2 separate regions of the Mus musculus genome follow, and region 1 is linked to region 2. Evidence: chromatin contacts called from public promoter capture Hi-C data. All regions are on one chromosome and are shown on one strand. The core of a region is the stretch at or near the end of the contact, and the rest is flanking DNA. Distances in the headings are between cores, read along the strand shown. Region 1 holds the start of Tmem219 (transmembrane protein 219). Region 2 holds the start of Sult1a1 (sulfotransferase family 1A, phenol-preferring, member 1).

Evidence for each region. Capture Hi-C pulls out chosen DNA fragments and counts their contacts.
Region 1: a promoter capture Hi-C map of adipose tissue shows a contact between it and region 2. The contact joins the promoter of Tmem219 here to the promoter of Sult1a1 in region 2. A contact is called at or near these places in 3 of 115 datasets of contacts at active chromatin or transcription factors (bone marrow-derived macrophages, microglia and pancreatic cancer cells) and 3 of 9 other capture datasets (adipose tissue, liver and pancreatic islet).

What each region holds. Positions count from the first base shown.
Region 1 is chr7:126,896,187-126,899,847 of GRCm38.p6, forward strand. Tmem219 (transmembrane protein 219) reads right to left here and starts at 2,092. Exons shown (of 6, transcript NM_026827.1): 1 at 2,038-2,092; 2 at 840-1,041; 3 at 563-752. The coding sequence starts at 1,004.
Region 2 is chr7:126,674,510-126,677,812 of GRCm38.p6, forward strand. Sult1a1 (sulfotransferase family 1A, phenol-preferring, member 1) reads right to left here and starts at 1,909. Exons shown (of 8, transcript NM_133670.2): 1 at 1,793-1,909; 2 at 935-1,074; 3 at 719-844; 4 at 540-637. The coding sequence starts at 1,809.

The sequences.
Region 1 (3,661 bases), core at 842-3,341, 220 kb after region 2:
CCAAAAGTTCAAATCCCATCAATCACATGATGGCTCACAACCATCTGTAATGAGATCTGATGCCTTCTTCTGGGGTGTCTGAAGATGGCTACAGTGTACTTACATATAATAAATAAATCTAAAAAAATAGACCAAAAGTAACTTAGTTGTATACTTTAAATGAGTGATATACATTTTGGAGGTGGTTTCAGATCTTGACATGTAGTCCGGGATGACCTGGAACTCACTCTATAACCCAGGAAGGCTGGCATGCTTGCACTCTCTCTTCGTATCTATCTAACTTTCTATGCCTAATGGGGCAGGGCCTTGCTTTTAAACCTGAGGCCTCTTGGTATATTTTAGGACAGAGTTGAAGAAACTTGGAACCAGAACAGCAAAGCCAAAACACAGAACCTATATTGCGGACAGCATTCATTGTAAGTATCTCATCCTATCTAACCTGTGTCATAGCAAAAGTCACTAAGGTGTACGGATGTGTCCAAGTTAGCAGTCTGGTGAAGTCAGAAGTCAAGCCCAACCCTAAATGTCGTGACATTGGACCGCCATTTTCCCCAGGTCTCACCTGTCAATCCTATCTGACTACCATGGATCTTGGCTTGGAATGTTTGGGTTTTGTTTCTGTCTGGACCATCTCCGAAGTTCAAAGTGGTCAGTAAGCCGACGACGTGAGGCCCTTGCCACGTCCCTGTGACTGTCTCATTCATGGGGCACAGACTTAGCTGGCCAAAAGATCTCAAGAAGGAAACCCAATCCTGCGTGCAAAAAGGAGAGTGACAGAGAGGTGAGAAGAGCAGCAGGGGCGGGTATATACCACAAGGGTGAGCACCCCGGGTACTTACCTGGGGAATGTCAGGGCTACGGAGGCCAGTTGTGTGGGTGAGGAGGAAGCCACCAAGGCCCAGGCCAGAAAGGCCAAGGAGCAGCAGGATCAAAGTGGCACAGACCAAAGGTGGGTGATGAGCCAGACAGAGATGCAAGTTGTGCCCTGCCTGGCAGCTGCCCATGGGGAGCAGAGGGGTCTGGGCCTCCGTGGGGTGCCTGCTGGAGGACAGTAAGGGAGAACTAGACAAGAGCCTGCTGGTCAGAAGGCACTCACCCATGCTATACAAAGATAACCTAAGGTTAGAAGACAATGAATTTGCTCAAGGCCACGCAGAAAGTGACAGAGCCAGGACCAAAATCCAAGATTCTGAACTCCAAAAGTTCACCTCCTTACAGCACTTAAAAAAAAAAAAAGCTTTCTTTCGTTTCTGAAATATCCAAAGGAGAAGCAGGGAAGAGCATTCTGTACTAGCAAAAGAGATGTGAAACGAATTCTCAGCTGGAGAAAGAGGAAGCAGTTGATCTGGGGTGAGGCTTTGGCAGCCAAGTCACAATCCAGACCGGAAGTGTCTGGGTTCAGTTTCCAGTTTGGAGTTAAGCTAACTAGCCAGGTAGGAATGGACGGCGCTCACACATGCAACCAAGCCAGTTGGTTGTCTGTGAGGTTAGGATGTCCTGAAAGGGAGTTCTAAGAGCACCAAGTAATGAGGATTCGACTGGGCAGCTGTTTGCTCAGTACTTGGCCATGCAGGAATTCAACAGACGTCCATCTCCTTTCTTTCTATTGGTGTCATACTGATCCTTAAGGCCAGAAGCCAGTAGAATACTGAAGCTCAGGGACTCAGAAGTGGTAGGGCTACGGTCTAAAATCCATCTCCAATTTCCGAGTACCCTATTCCAGGCAAGAAGCGATAGACTGATGAAAATAAGCATCTGGAAGGCAGGAGATCATTATAAGGTGTGAGGGGGACAGCGTGGGAAAGTGTGGAAGCCACTGGGAAACACAGGTGTCACATATGCTCGGCCCCGGCGTGGCTCCACGTCCCGGCATTTCTGCAAGGGGGAGGGGAGGAGGAGGGAGGGCAGAGCCTGAGGGGCAGTAGCGGCTGGTGCATCTGGACCTCCCGTCCTCCCCAAAGCCCCTCCAGAAGGATCTCGACACCCGCATCCCTTCCCGATCAAGCGGCGTCAGATCCGTTCGCCACTAGCTCTCACCGCTTGCAGCCCAGCAGAGGCCGGCGCCCCGTGACGTCATGGGTGGCTTGGCGGAGAGGCGGGGCCTTGCTCGCGCGTGCACGCTCCGGCCCCGCCCCAGTCCATTCAGACGCGCATGCGCGGTGACCACGGTTGGAAAGGTTGCTGGCTACTCCCTGGCCTAGTTCCGGCCGAACCAAAAGAAAAGTCACCCAATGGGCCAAGTGGAGGGAGTAACTTGGGAGTAGGTGATAAAACTAGCAACAGCCGAGGGAGGCCGTGCTAGCCGTTTTGGACATCTCAGGGTCTCCCTCCTGAGAGAGCACAGGAGGGTCAGAACCTCACCCAGGCTTCTGGGAAGGACTTGGGGGTCCTCTGGGATGGATGGGACTTTACTCTTCCCCTCTGTGTGTAGTGTATAGGTTTTGCTCTTCTCTGCCCTCTCAAATACTTACGGTCTACACACCTTGCCCTTGGACTTTGGCTCTTTTCTTGAGAGGTCCCTAAGTGCCCAGGACCCTAGAGTTGCAAGGCTGTTCAAAGGGGAACATCTCGTCTCACTCTGTTAGCCTTTTAGAGGGAATATCATCTTACCTGAAACAACATAAGGCACGGAGCCAGGAACTCGGGCTCATCCTCACTCTGGTGATGCAGTCCTGTAACCCCAGCAGTTAGGAGGTGGAGGCCTGAGCATCAGGAGTTCGAAGCCAGCCTGGGATCCCTCCAAAACCAAACAACAACAAAATGAATAAATCTAATTCTGCAAAAGCCATAATAACCCTGTTGTCCTGGGGATAAAACTGTCCCCTTTACAGAAGAACATTTGTTTTGGTTTAGGGTAGGGCAGGGTCTTACTGTGCAGATGACATGGAACTCACTTATGTAGACCAAAGTGTCTTTGAACACAGAGATCCACCAGCCTCTGCCTCCTGTGTGCTGGGATTAATAGTGTGGAACATGGTTCTCTAAAGAAAAACATTTGTACCTCCGGTTTTAGTTCATAACAGTTCTCAAAAAATGTAAATAAAGCAAAAAAAAAAAAGCAAAATGAGGTATCATTCATATCTGTTAGTGTAGCTACCAACAAGAGATCAGAAACTAGCGAGTGTTGGTAAATATGTGGACAAATTGAAACTTCAGCTGAACATTGTTGGTAGGAACATACACTGGTACCGTTATGGGGAAGAATTTGACTTTTCCAAAAAAGGAAAATCAACAGAAATAGTATTGCCATGTGGTTATAATTCTACTTCTGGATATAAAATTGCTGCCCAAATTTGAAACAATGTCTCTGTGAGACTTTGTATACCCATTGTACTGGCTGGTTTTGTGTCAACTTGACACAGACTGGAGTTATCACAGAGAAAGGAGCTTCAGTCTCCATGAGATCCAACTGTAAGGCATTTTCTCAATTAGTGATCAAGGGCGAAAGGCCCCTTGATCAAGGGTGCTATCCCTGGGCTGGTAGTCTTGAATTCTATAAGAAAGCAGGCTGAGCAAGCCAGGGGAAGCAAGCCAGTAAAGAACATCCCTCCGTGGCCTCTGCATCAGCTCCTGCTTCTTGACCTGCTTGAGTTCCAGTCCTAACTTCCTTTGGTGATGAACAGCAATGTGGAAGTGTAAGCAGAATAAACCCTTTCCTCCC
Region 2 (3,303 bases), core at 659-3,158:
TCTTTTTGGGATGGCAGAAGAGAAAACAGGACTGGCATTTGAGTTGTTGAGATCTCATCGTATGGGCATCATTGTCCTAAGATTGTACCTTCCCTGATACCAAAGTCCTGGCTATTTGTTGAACTGTTTTATCTGACTCCTTTGTTGTCAGCACATCCACGTGGTAAGTCAGAGTCCCAGCAGGCTCTGTGTGTGTCCTGTGAACACCTAGACTCTGCATCTCTAAAGAGTTCCATTTTCCTTGTTATCGGAGCCCTTCCAGAGTGACAGCCAGTAACCCTCCATATGAGATGAAATAGGGCTTGAATAGTTCCACAATTCCCAGAAGAACAAACCAAAGCTATGATGACCCCCAAAAGGCCCCTTGCATCCTCTCACCCCCCCCTTCCATTCCTTCTTTCTTTTTCTCTGTCTTTTTGAGTGAGACATGGTCTTGGACTTGCTGTGTAGCCAGTTGCCCCCAGTCCTTCTGCCTCTACTTCCCACATGCTGAAAAGCACTACCATAACTGGGGTTTTCTGTTAGTTGGTTGGTTTTACCTTGATCTTTTGATCCAGCAGACTCTGAGGGAGTAAGGACAAGGGCAGATGTGTCTTAATGATCCGTGGGGCTGGTGTCTCTTTCAGAGTTTCAAGACCTAAGTTGAACAAGGAACTTTGTTAAACTGGGGCCCGGTCCTACCTTTTTCCACTTGTCTCTAGCACCCCCATGCACATACCTGGGGGGACCCCTGGGCAGCTGAACTCAAGGAAGGGTATCCGGGCATAGACGGGGGCCCGGCCACACTTATCTAGCTTGCCACCCTGATAGATCATATCCATGATCTCACTCATCCAGGTAGTACCTGGAAAGGGAGGAGCAAGAGGTGAGCGAGGCTCAGAGTCTTGACCTGCTTACCAAAGTGTGTGTGTGGTGGGGACCACTGCTCGCTCACCAGACTTTGGGTACGTGCTGATGAGCACATCATCAGGCCAGGCTGTGAAGTTCTGCAGTTGCTCCATTGTCTCCGCAAAGTATTTGATGAGTGGGATTCCCTTCACAGGCACCAGTGGTTTACGCAAGGGCTCCATGTTGCTGCATTGAGAACAGAGTAAAACCCACTTCTCTAGCAAGTCCACAGTACCATGTGTTAAATGATTTAAGACGGGGATCCTGGGGCTTTGGCAGAGCCCCCCAAAGTGGCAGGTAGATCTGGGATCAAAGGCAAATCTATCTCCACCAAAAGTCACCACTGTGCTATGTCTGATCACCTGTGGAACATTGTTCCATGTCCCTAGTGCCCAAGCATACATAGTCCAGGCATTAAAACACTCTGAGGTAGAATCAGTCCAATGTGTGCTGTTTCCTAGGATATTCCAGCTCATACATGAGAAAACGGCAGGCACCAGCCGAGTCTTCACTACTTCCTAGTGCAGCTTCAGGCCATGGCCTCTCTCTATTTTTTTCCCCTTGAACTTCCTGTTATCTTCAGAAATGCCTCAGCCCATCTAGAACTGATATCCTATTTTGCTCTGAGACAAATATAACCAATTTAGCTATTAAGCTTGTTGCAAGGTAGGGAGAAACTTTCTACTAAAATAAAAAGGATTCTAAAACAAGCCAGAGCGGAGGGGAACTCAGACAAACCACAGTTGCTCTTCTGAGGTGGGGTATGCATGGAGAAAGTAGAGAGGCTAGAGGCCCAGGCAGCAGTCAGGCAGACTAATCAAAGTGTAAGGACTAGCTGGCACTTGAAGAGCAGTGGAACCAGTATCTGGGCAGGACAAGGTGGCCACCCCACTCTGCCACTCACCTGGGGTTCTGAGCCATGCCTCCCTCGGTGCTCAGTGGTAGGGATCTTTGTGTAGGCTTTGCAATGTGGGGAATGCAGAATTGGTCTTTGAGCTGGAGATTTTGTGTCCCAAGTGGGAGGAAGTGGAAACAGTGCTAGGACTGGCTGTTCTCCAGAAACAAAAAGGGGAGGAGGTGGAGTAGGGCAGGGTTCTGTTAACCATACTGTGGACTGTGGGTTTAGCCTGTTCAAAACAAAACAAAACACCAATCAGGCCACAGCATGGACAGTGGGTTTCTTTTGCTCTGCTTCTGACTCCTTCCTAACTTACCTAAACTTAAGGTAGAACAATGGGACTTTTCTAATTAACCCACTCTGGCATAGGGAAGAAAGTAGCCAGATGGGGACACCTGCTGGCTCCAAGCCAGTCTTGAGGACACCTTGGGCTTCGATCAGAGCAACCACAGCGATGCCTGGAACCTCTGACGTCAGGGAAAGTCCAGAATGATGGGAAGGAGCAAGGTCAAGGAACTAGAGGTGCAACAGAGTTGGAGGGGTGTTCATGGGAGTGTGAGTCTAAAGGCCCTGGAAGGTGCCCCTGCCTTCATGGCTCTAGTCTACCTCATCCAATACCACACGTGACTGGTGGAGATCAGTCCCTAGAAAGATTTTCACCCTCTGCAAAGACAAGAGGCTGCAGCTGGGAGAGACACACCTCCAGGAGTGAGGAGTGCCCCCTTGACCTCTGTCTGCTGTTGGAGTGAAGATGCAATATCAAGCTGCACTGGGGCTGCAGAGGCTCCTGTACCACAGCTGTGCACCTCCTGACCCTTACAGAGTTGTCATCTCAGAGGAGAGCTGTGCAAAGCTGGGCATCAGGACAAGACTTCCCATTTCTCTAGAGGAAATTGTGTTTGTTTGAGACTATGTAGACTGATGACAGGACCACTCCGAGGTGTGACTGAGGGGAGGATTTTATTGTAGATGCTAGGGAGAGTTCAGCCATAGTGATCTGGAAGAGTCCAGAGAGAAAGAAGTGGACTGAATATGACCAGAAAACTGGACTTGGCCATGAGAAGTGGGTTTGGGCATGGGATAGCAAGAGATGAAGACAAAGACGAGGACTTGGAGAGTGGGGTTGGGGGATGCGTAGCTGAGATAGCTGGGTTATAGGACAGTGAGAAGCTGGTAGAAAGGGAGCCTCTGGGCCAGGGGAGCGAGAGGAGCCAAGATGCCAGCATGCCTTTTAGTGTGCTAATAGGTACCACAGATCTGTTCCTTCTGCCAGAATAAGGGAATGGCTCCTTTAGTAGAGGAGAACTGCTTCGAGAGATCCTAAAGAATGCTGGCTTTGGAACTGACAGAGACAAGGTCTCATACTGGATCCTAGGCTGACTAGGAATTCACCATGTAATCCAGGGTAGACTTGATCTTGTGGCAATTCTGCTCCAGCATGTCAAGGGCTAAGATTGCAGGTATGAATGTATATATTCATATATTATGTCATCTTTTTTCTTGTGGGTGGGCGTTCG